2 separate regions of the Mus musculus genome follow, and region 1 is linked to region 2. The links are chromatin contacts, called in public promoter capture Hi-C maps. All regions are on one chromosome and are shown on one strand. The core of a region is the stretch at or near the end of the contact, and the rest is flanking DNA. Distances in the headings are between cores, read along the strand shown. Region 1 holds the start of Sertm1 (serine rich and transmembrane domain containing 1). Region 2 holds the start of Smad9 (SMAD family member 9).

The links. Promoter capture Hi-C pulls out the DNA fragments that hold promoters and counts their contacts.
Region 1: a contact with region 2 is called in a promoter capture Hi-C map of hippocampal neurons, with 2.1 times the contacts expected there. The contact joins the promoter of Sertm1 here to the promoter of Smad9 in region 2. A contact is called at or near these places in 2 of 39 promoter capture datasets (embryonic stem cells and hippocampal neurons) and 1 of 9 other capture datasets (adipose tissue).

What each region holds. Positions count from the first base shown.
Region 1 is chr3:54,913,743-54,919,983 of GRCm38.p6, forward strand. Sertm1 (serine rich and transmembrane domain containing 1) reads right to left here and starts at 2,145. Exons shown (of 3, transcript NM_177854.4): 1 at 1,995-2,145; 2 at 1,365-1,529. It overlaps Gm31358 (a long non-coding RNA gene), which reads left to right and starts at 2,277. Exons shown (of 4, transcript XR_375676.2): 1 at 2,277-2,349.
Region 2 is chr3:54,753,055-54,759,065 of GRCm38.p6, forward strand. It overlaps Smad9 (SMAD family member 9), which reads left to right and starts at 2,528. Exons shown (of 6, transcript NM_019483.5): 1 at 2,528-2,640.

The DNA of each region.
Region 1 (6,241 bases), core at 895-3,394, 160 kb after region 2:
TCCTTCATTTATCTGCCTCAATAAGTAAGATAGAGGAAGACAGGAAGAGGAATTCAGAAAGCTTGCAGACAAATCTACTGGTGCCAAGCACAATAGCACAGTTGCTCTCTCTTAACATCAGATCCACTTGTGACATACAAACATCCAGTCAAATCAGGCAAGCCGAACTGACCAAGGCAAAGGAGAACAGAGCCCATCTTACCTGACATCAAGCTTCTTCAGTGGCAGTCATGAATGTGCTCTGAGCTGGTTTTCAGAGAACTTTGCTTTTTACAGGGGAATAAAGGTGAGAAATAAGCACCCCCCCCCTAACTCAAAACACAAAATGGAATACTCTACCCACTTCTTGGAGTTTAGAGGTCCCAGAATATTAATGGACTGGGCTGGTCTTTCTCCATCTCCACTTTGCCCAGCATTTCAAGGTGTTGGGGTTACAATCCCATCACTGGGCAACTTCATTTACAAGCATCTCGATTTGTTCTTGATAATGTGTGTGTGTGTGTGTGTGTGTGTGTGTGTGTGTGTGTGTGTGTGTGTGTATGTCGGAGCTGGGAAAAGAAGTCTCTCCAGCCAAAATGAAGCATATTCAGTAACAGGCCAGTATATTAGACTAAATCACAAAGGAATATTAGTTATGATATAGCTGGCCAACGAGGACAATTAAATATGATTTTAATGCAGTTTTAAGGACAGTGTATTGGGCAGTAGGATGGCAGAAAAAAAGTAAATGTTTTAGGAAAAGACTCAACAGTCTTGTCTCTTTCCTGTTGCCTGCACAGTGAATCGGAGGCACAGAAACGGAAAAGTATCCTAGAACAAGCATCCTAAGGAGTGGTTTCTGGGTGGACCTCAGTTCAGGGCCTGCAGTTGTCCATTCACCAGCATTGGGAGCAGTTGTCCATTCACCTGCTCTGGTACCTGCATTGGGAGCCAAGTCCAACAGGATAGCTTTGACCTTCCTCTAAACAAAGCACTGTGAGACAAGACCCACTGAATTGAAGTGCTTCAACAGAACATTCTTGCCAGGAAGACAAATCGGCAGAGAAAACGGAGGACATTAAGAAACAGACCTAGTCCCTGGAGTCCCTGACACTAAACCTGGGGGAGCCCCCGGCACCAGACACCTGACCGCACAAGGCACACAGGCACAGTCCACAAACCTGATCTTCAAGACGTTTCTGCGAATGAATGTGGCTCTCTGTTCTCTCAGGAGGAGGGAGTGTTGCTTTTTCTTCGGTCTTAATGAGAACTCAAACATTTGCCCATAATGCGCGCACCTCCCGCTTGCCTGGGAGGTGCAGGACTGCAGGCAATCTCGCCTCTCACATCCCGGGAAAGAGAAGGGTTGAGAGTGAATTGCTTACCCGGTTTTGGGGGGAGCTAAGAAAGCTCCGCTGGGGAACCCAAGAGTTCAGCGGGAAGAACTTATCCGAATTCGCAGCCAGGCGAGGAGACTCAAGGGAATACAGGACAGAGAAACGCCAGCCGTCAATGTGCCTGTGGCGACTCCCCAGGAAAAGCAGATGACCCTAGAAATAAAGAAATGCTCTCATACACCTCAAACCCCACACAAAAGGCATCAGAAACGTATTACAAAGTGTAAACTGCCCGCAGAGGAATCATCCTTTGCAGCAGCGCGGACTGGAGGGCAGACTTTCCTGACTCCCCGAGCCCAGGAATCAGGCGGGTCATCCCAGGGCCAAGGACATTGCCTGCCCGGCCCCTGGTGAATCCAGCTGTAGTTGGCTGGCCCAGTCTCCCAGAGACCCTGAGAGCTGGGCTTCCGGGGCCAGCTAAGAAAAGAAAAGATTCGGGAGGCGTTCCACAGCAAGGAGCCAAATCTCAAGTAGTCCCAGGAGAGTCGGGATGAAGCATCCCGAAGCTAAGGAACCCCCTGCCACCCTAGGCGGGGCGTCCGGAGGCCCTCTCTAGGGACCAGCCCACTGCCATTGCTCTGTGACCGGTTCGTTTTAGTTCCCAACTCTTGTGCTCACTGATGTGCAGATCTGGACTCCGGCGCTGGGGTGGGGCAGCGGCCCTGTCTTGACGACGTGCGCCCCACGACGATCCTAGGGAATGCACCTCGCGGGGGCGCGGAGCGAGAGCAGAGCGCACGAGCGGCGAGCGCAATGGGAGTGGGCACCCGGTAGGCTGCGCTGGGCTCTGCGCTGTCCCTCCTCCCTCCGGGGCCATGCGACCAATGGCAGAGAGCTGGGCCCACTCCCCGCCGCCAGGCAGCCCAGGCGCTCTGGAGCTAGGACAGCACGGCGTTCTAACGAGGGAGGAGCTTACACCCTGGTTGGAGGACGAGGAGGCGTTTGCGCGGGGAGCCCCATCTGGGGAAGGCAGGTGTGGTGTGCTGAACTTTTGTGGCGATATGTGGTGGGCTTCAGTTTTTTTTTCCCCCCTAGGCTCAGGGGAAAGCATCCCTTTCCTGTCAAAGTTTCCCTTCTTATGTCTTTACGAGTCCTGCGCAGCCTCCACTCCAAAAGGGCGAGCTGCAAGGGACATCGCCTTCTATGATGAATTTCACCTCAGCCCCCTCCCCCATTCAGTCTTTCTCCTTCCCGCCCTCTCAGTCCTCTGAGAAACCATCTAATGAATGAATAGAACCATGGTTTCTACGACCGCCAGTCACACAGATAATCATTAAAGACTACACGGATAAATGTCACAATCCTATAAAGGAACGATGGAACGGGAGCCTTCCGTGCCTGGGCTTGTTTAGATGCTTTGGGGAGAAGAGAAGCTTGGTTTCTTTGGTGTCTTGGGTTCTTTTTTATTCAAAGACCCAGTTGGCTCCCTGGTCTATATGATCTGAAGCACTGAGCTCTGGGACATGTTGGTTACTTTTTGTTGATGGATTTTCACCCGGAGGACCGCCCCCCCCCCCCATTTTTTGGCTTAAAAGTGAACCAACAAAGCACTGGGCTGCCTAAATCTTCGTGACAGCTCGTTGTTCACCAGTGCCTAGCTCCTGGATTACACTGTTTCTGTCCACGTTTATTGGTTTTCCAGGTAGAGACAGGCATGGGGCCTAACTCTGAGACACCGTTGTGATAAAAGCTATGCTGTCTCTGTTCTGCTTGTCCTGGGCATGTGAGTCTTTTCTATGTGGATATGCGTGTGCCTCACTTAAGATGAGGGGGAGGGGGACGTGTGGTGGAACTGAACATGGAGCTCAGATGGTGGAGCACTCGAACAGCTAGAGACTTTGGAGTCCACTCCCAGCACCACATAAACTCAGCATGGTGGCACTTACTTGTACTCCCAACACTTTAAAGGTGGAGACAGAGTTCAAGGCCATCTTTAGCTATGGAGCCAGGACCAAGGTAGCCTTGTCTGAGACTCCATCTCATTTAAAATAAAATAAAAATGTAGGGGGAGCTGAATGAGCTGTATTGTCAAGAGAGCAAGTTCAAAGACGCTTCTCTCCAAACATTTGTACTCCAGAGCTCACCTACTTTTTGTTTGCTTGATTTTGAGATAAGGGCTCACTCTATGACCTAGGCTGGTCTTTGACCCACTGTGTAGCCCAAGCCCATCTCACAATGATGGTCTTTCTGATTTAGCATCCCAAGTGCCTGGTTGGTAAACCTCAACCATTTGCTCATTGCCACTTCTATGAATTCAGTTACATCATCTACTGACCGCTATGCTTGTTGCTTTCTTTGTCATTGTGACACAGACCAGAGTAACCCAAAGAAAGGAGCCTCTATTGAGAAAGTGCCTCCATCAGATCTGCCTATGTGCAAGTCTATGGGGACAGTTTCTTGCTCCGTTATTGATGTGAGAGGACCCAGCCCACTGTGGGCAGCATTAACCCTGATTAGGTGACCCTTGGCTGTCTAAAAAGGCAGGTTGAGCAAGCCCTCAGGAGCAAGCCAATAACCAATGCTCCCTCCTGGTTTCTGCTTCAGTTTTGGCCTCCAGGGTCTTGTTTGAGTTCCTACCCCAACTTTCCTTCAGGATGGACTGTAACCTATAAGTCAACCCCCTTTCTCCCCAGGTTTTGCAAAGCAGACTCAAACAGTCCCCTGCTCGCTAACTGTTCAGTAAATTCTATCTTGCATCTTCACCTCTCTTCCTCCTGAGCAGCAATATCCATTACATTAGGTTGGAATATAGAGAAATGTTTTACCATCTAAAGACAAATCCTCTACGCCATCAGAAATCTTGTCGTGAGACAGCTGCCTTTTCTTACACAGCACTTGGGAAACTCTCAGGATTCAAAGAGGAGAGTTAAAGCTGTCAGCCTTCAGGATAGTTGTCCTCAAACATCTCTGTATCTAAGATCTCTAGCCACAGCTTCATAGTCTTCTTCCACGTTCCATGTATTTCTAGTTCAGAGTCTCCATTGAGAACCCTGCAGAGGACCCGTGAGTTTCAGAGAGAGAAGGAAGAGGATTGTTGTCCTCTTGGCGCTTTCTGTTTAGATTGGCATAAGCTGGTTTCTTTTCTCTATTTTACCTTTGGTGGCAAGGTAGGGCACTTTCCTTGGTTTTCTTTGATGCCCATTTTATAAGGCTTTCATCTACACACCCCAAACTATGTTAGTATTATAGTTTCCTGAGGCTTGTATAACAAGTGGTCACTTAAGAAGTGACAAGATGGCTTAAAATGGGAAACATCAAAATGTCACCTGGTCCCTTGTGGAAGCCCAAAGAGAGTTGCTGCATGCCTTTCTCCTAGATCCTGGCTCCCTTTGTGGCCCTCAGCCTGTAGGCAAATGGATCATCCCAGTCTCCAGCCATCTTCATCTTCTCTCTGTTTCTTTTTCTCTTCTCTTAGGAGGAGGACTGTATTAGCTCAGAGTTTCTCTCCAAAATAGCAAGACAGTGTTTTAAATTCTTAACTAGAACTTCAGACATCCCCCAAGTACACATTCATAGGTTCTAGATGTACATATACTTTGGAGCAACATCACTCAGTCTTTATAGATGGTTAATGATTGACTAAGCTCTTTGCTTTGGGGCTAGGACATTTGACATCAGGTAGACTCTCATGATGTTAGGTCATTAGGTCATTATCAGAGTCAATTTACTAACACTACCCAAGGGGAACAGGGGATTCTCTATGGTCTAGAGAACACATGTTAGTGTATTTCAGGGCCTTTGTATATTTAACAATTGTGTATAACTCTTCCTTACCCCCTTTCTTTGACTTAAAATTGATTAATAATTATACCTCCTAATTTAAATGATATAAAACATCTGTAGTGAAGGTAGTGAAAACTGAATAGTTGGGTGATATGTTAATCAATGTTCTTCTTTTAATTCATGACAAATACCTAGGAAATGTTAAACATCCAGTTTACTTACAGGGACTGCCTTCAGATGATGACAAGGTAGCACCAGAAGGAGATTTGCCAGCAGTCTCAGGAGACATGGCTTCTGGGAAAGCTAACCCCTTCACTAGAGACATAGCTTCTGTGAAAGCTAACCCCTTCACCCAATTCAGTCTTATCAAGGGAGAAGTGGGTGTAGAAAATATGTGGAACTTAGAATAACAGAGAATCATGAAATCCCGACACTGACACTTACAATGCGTGTGCTGGTGATACAACTCAACTATATAAACTCTTGGAGCCTTGATCTAGCAAGTGAATAGAATGGCGTCTGCTTTATGAAATTGTTGCCAAAAATGTTAAGGCACACATGTGCAAAGTGGTACCAGTGTAAGTTTGCTAGAGGTCAGAATATAGTGCACGTTTACAAATATTACCTCAGGCTGGAGAAACGATTCAGTGGCTAAGAGCACTGTGTCATCACAGAAGACCTGGGTTCAGTTCCCTGCACCTATACCTGTAATTCTAGGGCATTTGATACCCTCTCTTCTGGCCTCTGTGAGGACTGCACACATGTAGTATACATACATACATGCAGACAAAACACTCATACACATAAAATAAAAGCTTTGAAAATTTCATTTTTTTCTTCCTTGCTACCATTAAAGCAACATTCAAAGGTCCTCTGTCCATTCACTAATATTCCCCTCGATTGTGGGCATCTTACATCTCCTGCAGCTCTCCAACTCTGTCCCCCTTTTCTGTACCTCCCCATCCCTACCTTCTCTCTCTGGATCCCACCTTTCAGTCTTCAAGTAATCTTCTCATTTCACCTGCCACAATTTTAAAAATTGGTGCTCTCTGAAAGTGTCTGAGAAAATAACTCTAAGAAAATTATAGATCATAACAATTTTACGATGTGTCAATATGCTTTTGTTGTTGTTGCTTATATCA
Region 2 (6,011 bases), core at 1,278-3,777:
ATTATAAACTGTGAGATAAAATAAACTGGTTCATCCTCAGGTTGGGCTGGGTCTGTTTTATCATAGCAATATACCTAGGAATGGGATGGAGTTGTCAGATGTACAGAGGGGCTGAGCATTTTAGGCCATCCATCTTCCTGCCAGGGCAGTGAAACCAGCTGCCTCCTCCTCTGGCTGCACAGCTCCAAGCTGCTCCACCGTTCCATCCAGCACAGTGCTTTTCCATCACGATGGATGGCGCCCTCTCAGATCAAGAGCAGAAATAAATCTTTCCTCCCTGACACCACTGCTCTTGCATTTTTGGTCACTGTGTAGAAGTGATGCAAAGAAGTGGCAGGAGGGGAAGAAGAAGAAGAAGAAGAAGAAGAAGAAGAAGAAGAAGAAGAAGAAGAAGAAGAAGAAGAAGAAGAAGTGGTGGCAGGAGGGGGTGGGCTGGGTACAGTTACAGCTGTGAGCAGAACCACTCCAAAGCTGGACCAGCTACGAGTTACAAGAGATGTATGCAAAGTGGAGGGTAGACATCAACTGATGACCGTGCTGAGTGTGAGTAAGCTTTCCGTCACTGTGACAACTGAAGCGGAGGAAAAGCTTATTTTGACTCTGAGGTTTGGCTCTGATTGGGCCCATGGAGGGAGCATGTGTCAAAGGAAGATGAGGTCACTTCATGGCCATCCAGAGAAGGAGCCAGGGTACTTATACCCTCTTCAGTTTTATGTTGCCAGTAAGGGAAACTTCTCTAACAAACCACTTCCCAACACTGCCACTCATTGGAGCCCAGGCAGGTGTGTTTCATACACAGATTTGCAGGGTACTTCGGAGCCCAGCTGTAGCACTGTGCGTCTAACAGATGTGGGCAGAAGTAGGAACAGCAAGGATGCTCACAGTCTTCCCAATTGGTATATTCTCCCAGAAAATTTTAGCTGTGCTTTTTTTTTTTTTTCAGGTCCCTAACCAAATTTATAAGGGAATTACCACCTCATCACAACTGTTGACAGTCTGGTTTCCTGTGCATTTCTGTAACACAGTGCTGTGGTGGAAGAGAATTATGTTCCTATTATATGATTAAAAAAAAAAAAACGCAGAAGAAGATAGATTAGAGAGGAGAATTTTTATAACCAGGGTGGTCAAAAGAATCCATCAGCGTGTGTTCTTCTCCAGGGCTGGTGTTTGCCCTTTCTTGAATCCCACCAGGTCTTACTGTTTTATCTCCCTAACCTTTAGGGAGTAAAGTCCAGAAAGGGCAGAGGACACACAAAGGCCCGTCCCACCCCTACCCCTTCCTACATGTCTCTTGACTTCTGTGAACTCACAGCCTCCATTGTGGAAGCTTGAGCCTGCTTAGCAGAGGTCTTCCAACAGTTTGTGCTTCTTCCGAATCTGATTGGATCACTTCTTTCTTTAATATCATTTCTGGGAGGGGGGTGGAATCCCTGAGCTGCAAGGTATCGATTCAGAGAACCTAATTAGTTTACTTGCCTCTAAATATACACAAAGCACAGCCCTCTTCCAGCCCATGGCTTGGAACGTTCCACCACCACCGGACAGTATTTCTTCTGGGGTTTCTTCCTCTCCAGGTCAATCAGAAACCTATCATAGCTCGGTTACAGCAGGGTAGATGAGCCAGGTGTAGAAAGACACTTTCGATTTGAAGTTAAAGAGGCATTTAAACTTCTGCGATCTGTTTTTACAAGCAAGGCCCTCCTAGGCTACACTTGGATGATGATGCAAAACTACCCGTGTTCCAGAAAGCGGAGGTTTGAGGATTAGAAAAAGAAGTTCAACCGAAGGACCTTCGTTTACATTTCAAAGGTGCCTTGGCCTCTTAGTGGACATTTGTGTTCTGGGGCTGACTGAGGTGGCCCTGTACCATCCTCTTCCTCTTGGAAGACCTATAAGGAGGTTTGGTGAGGGATCAAAGGCCTTCGGCATACCGGTGCCACTTTCCAAGCGGCTTTTCAGAGGCAGGCAACCTAGGAGATAGCCAGGCCACTGGGCAGGAAGGTTCCTCGTGCCCATGATGTATATCATGAGTAGATTAGGTAGCATGTATTCTACGCTGGATAAGAAATCACAACCTACATATTATAGAACTGGTTTGAAACTCTGCTTGCCACTCAGCTCGTTTAGATGTTCTTGGGCTGATGCCAGGGCCAGTCATGCCTCAGAGGAACAGACAGCCAGTAAGCGTGGCCTCCAGGGACCAGGACTCTGCGGTTCAGGAGACAGGCATGGTTGGTGGTCCTGTCTGCCTCTCCTGGAGCAAGGGGAGGGGAGGACAACCGCCCCCCTCCCTCTGCTGCCTACAGCCTGTCCAGGTGGGAAGGACATTTTCTGGGGATGACCCGGAGACTCCTCTGTCCCTGAAGGCTCTCTGCAGGCATGATGTGCAGAGCGGGCGGGTGCGCGGCGGGGCGGGGAGCGTGGCGCGGCCAGGGCGCTTGGCCCCTCCTGGCTGGGGCTGCGCGCACGGCCGCCTGGCGCCCTTCCAGCGCGGCGCACTCACGCGGGCGGCCGAGGAGGAGGCTCCAGCCTGACTGACGCCTCTGGAGCCGCTGTCTCGGTCCCGCCGCCGCCCGGCCGACCCTGCAGCTACCGCGCAACCGGAGTGCGCGGGGGGCACGCGTGGCACCTCTCGGACAGGTAAGCGCTGCCATGCCGCGGGCGTGGGCACTCGGGAGGCCCCTGAGGTCCCCAGGCGTGGGACTTGGTTCTCCGTGGAGAACCTGGGTGGTGTCTGTAGTGTGCGAGGGCTCCGCGGCATCCCAGCACCTGGGACCTATGGCGCGACGCGTGACCCGGGGCGTGGGCAGGGATGCGGGATGCGCGTGGGCCGAGTGCAGAAGGATGCACACTGTCCTGTACCCAGGGACAGGCGCCCTGGAGCTCAGCTCCGGGAAGTAGTCCTTTGCTGCAGAGCATGACAGTAAAGAGGCTAGTGTGAGTGCGTGTAAGGTAGTTATTGTGACTCTGGGGGAGATTTTAAAACTCCAGGGCACCCTTGGCTACGAAGCCTTATTTCATACTCATGTCATTTTTTTTTTCCTTCTCTGCTTACCTTTGAGGCATACACAGTGAGAAAGAGAAGAAAAAAAGTTAGGAATGTTGAGTGTCTGTAGCTGTTGGGTTGTGTTTGTCTTCTCCTGGGCCTACCATTGGGTGCCAGCGCTGCGCAGACAGGAGGGGGCGAGGTGGGGACAGATGCAGGCGACTGACTGACGCCGGCCTTGTGGGAGGCGTGTGGGGAACCTTCTTAAGGGTGGCTAATCGCTGCACTTCTTACTCCCTCCCCTCTCTCCCTCTCTCTACCATGGCAATTTAAAATGATAGTTTTGAGGTCCTCCGTTAGCGTCAGCCTATCTCTGGACTGGAACTGGTCCTCCTGAGAAATAACCTACAAATGAAGTGGATCTCCTTTTGGAAGCAAATTGTATGTAATTCGGTCAAATGCACAGCCACAGAACACTAGGAATCATTTTTACTTTTATGGCTTGCTGACGACGTTCTGTAAAAATGTAATTAGCAACGGGAGTGGAGAATAACGGTAGTCTTCGGCCCTTTAAATCATTGCCGCTTCCTAGGCCACTCCTCGGGAGGATTTGTGGTTGTGAAATGTGCTAGCATGCCTGTCAATGAGAAGGAATGCCTTCGGATGTTTACACTTAAAAAACTATTCATTTATATTTTAAAAAGGAAATAAAAATTCAGCCCTAGCACACTCTCTAGCAAACGACCAGGATTCAATGCTCTGCCTTTAGAAAGCCAGGAACATGAGTTTAGATCTGTGGTTGATTATCCAAGGACATCACAGTTAAGAAACCGGTGTGGTAGTTTATAAATAAGGAACCTTTAAAATATGCTAAGATTATCAAGGTGTCAAGTATTTCTGAAAACAGACTCCTTGGTGACAAGGCAGCTTCCTGCAAGCCAGCCTTTTCTGAGTCTTTCCTGACACTGAGGCCCCCCACTTTTATGCTTGAGTGGTTGGCTTTGTCGGGTTGCTCCCCTCTCCTCCCCTCACCCCCCTACCCCCACCCAGTTTGAGCTATGCTTTGGAGAATGTTTGCCTAGTCTGGATCCAGCAAGCTCACTTACCAGTGGAGTTGTCTAAAAATCAGAGACAAATTAAAGTTAACCTTAAGCACTTGTCAAGTCTTTTAAAGTCAGCATGAGGCACTTGGTGTTTTCTTTATCAAATATTTCTTTTGCTTTTACTGACATATTCCCCAGCTAATGGGCAAATCAGAAAATATTCACTGGTATAAACTTCTGTGTCTCTGATACCCTAAGATGTAGGAAGAAAAAGAAGAAACATTTCTATTATAGGAAACGTCACCCCAGATATCTAAGCATTGAATAAATGGTAAATTTGTGTATCTTTTCTGGCCAGGTGGCCAAATTGGAGGAGGAGGAGAAAAAAAAAATCAAAGAAATTATTCTTTCGTATGAATAAAAGAATTCAATATCAGTTTTACAAATAATTGGGTTCTGATGGGCGAGAGTGCAACGTTCTTTGCCGAGTTGGAGAGAGATGGTCACTGGCGAATGAAGGCAGCTGATTCTATCTGACCTTCCCTCCCTAGTACAAGAAAACAATTTCATCATCTTGCTTTAATATGATCTAAATTATACTTACCCAGGGTGGGAAGGTCAGAGTTATGATATAAATATTCTTGGGTTTTATTTTTTTTTTTGAAACATGGCATTAAATCCCAATGTTTTGACAGAGCTTAGCGTAGACTTCTGTTTATTCTTGTGCGTACGGAGGAATCCAGAAATGGGTGTATCCAGAATAAACCAGCAAACTGGGTGTAGGTTGAAAGCACGAATCTCCTCAAATTGTTGTAATTCTGGGCCGTTGGGTTTTTATTCCCTTTATTACCGTTGTTAGTGATTTGGAAAGTTGCCTAAATTTTATTTCGATGCTGTGAGCAGACAGGAGGGTGTTGTGTTAACCTGAGGGGTGTTTGTGTAAGAACAGGGACATAGAAAAATAAACAAATATTCCCTGGCAATCAACTAACCTTTAAAAGCAAATATTCCAGTAAAGCATGCCTGTGCCAACTAAATAAAGTACTTAGGATTTTAAGAGTAATGCCAGCATTAGATGTTATCAGGACCATGCAAACTGGGTTTTCGTCTTCATGTGTCTTCACCCTGCCAGCACCCAGCCTAGGTCCCCTGGTCTGCCTCATACAGGGTGTCCCTGGCCAGGCTTATTTTCCCATGCCTCCCATTGGGGTTACAAGAGTGAATTACAGCTTCCCACGCAAACCCAGACTTTCCTTTTATCGGCCTATTTCCTTGAACCCAGGCTCAGTCTCAGAATGCCTTTCCCTCTGGCCTCACCTCCCATCAGATCCCTATATTTGCTGGACACCTCCTCATTTTGTCGGCTCTGCCCAAGTGCTATAGTCACGGTCACGGACTTTTCTCAGACAACCTTAGTGGTGGGTATGTCCTCCGAGCCTATGTCGCTTTGCACAACGTGCTCACCTATTTCTTCCTTATTCCCTCCTTTACTGTTAACTGCAGTGCTTGGCTCAGGACTTAGTCAATAAATATTAATTAAATGAAAAACTCTCTTTATTGAACCCGGGTCCCTTCTGAAATAAAATCTATAAAAGCATTTCACCCACAGACTAGGTCTTAAAAGCCCATCCTTCAAAGCCACTGTGCAGGTAAGCCGAGGCCTTGTGAAGAAGTGGGGAGCTGATGTCAGCCCACAGGGGACAGCATCCTGAGCTCAAGCCACCCCTGTGGGCCTCCCCCCCACCCCAGGGAACACTGCGGCTGAGCTGTTCGGTCAGGAAAGTTCAGTGACAACTGTTATTGAAATAGAAATTTTCCATATTAGATTCACTATATAGACAATGCAAGCTTTTTAGGAAAAAAAATCCAGATTTTAATACAATATAGCCACCACAATAAAACTCTAATTTGATTTTAACAAGAGAATTGTTGACACAGTCCGCTGGTTCCCCCCTCAAAATTGGCAATGCATGTGTGTGAGT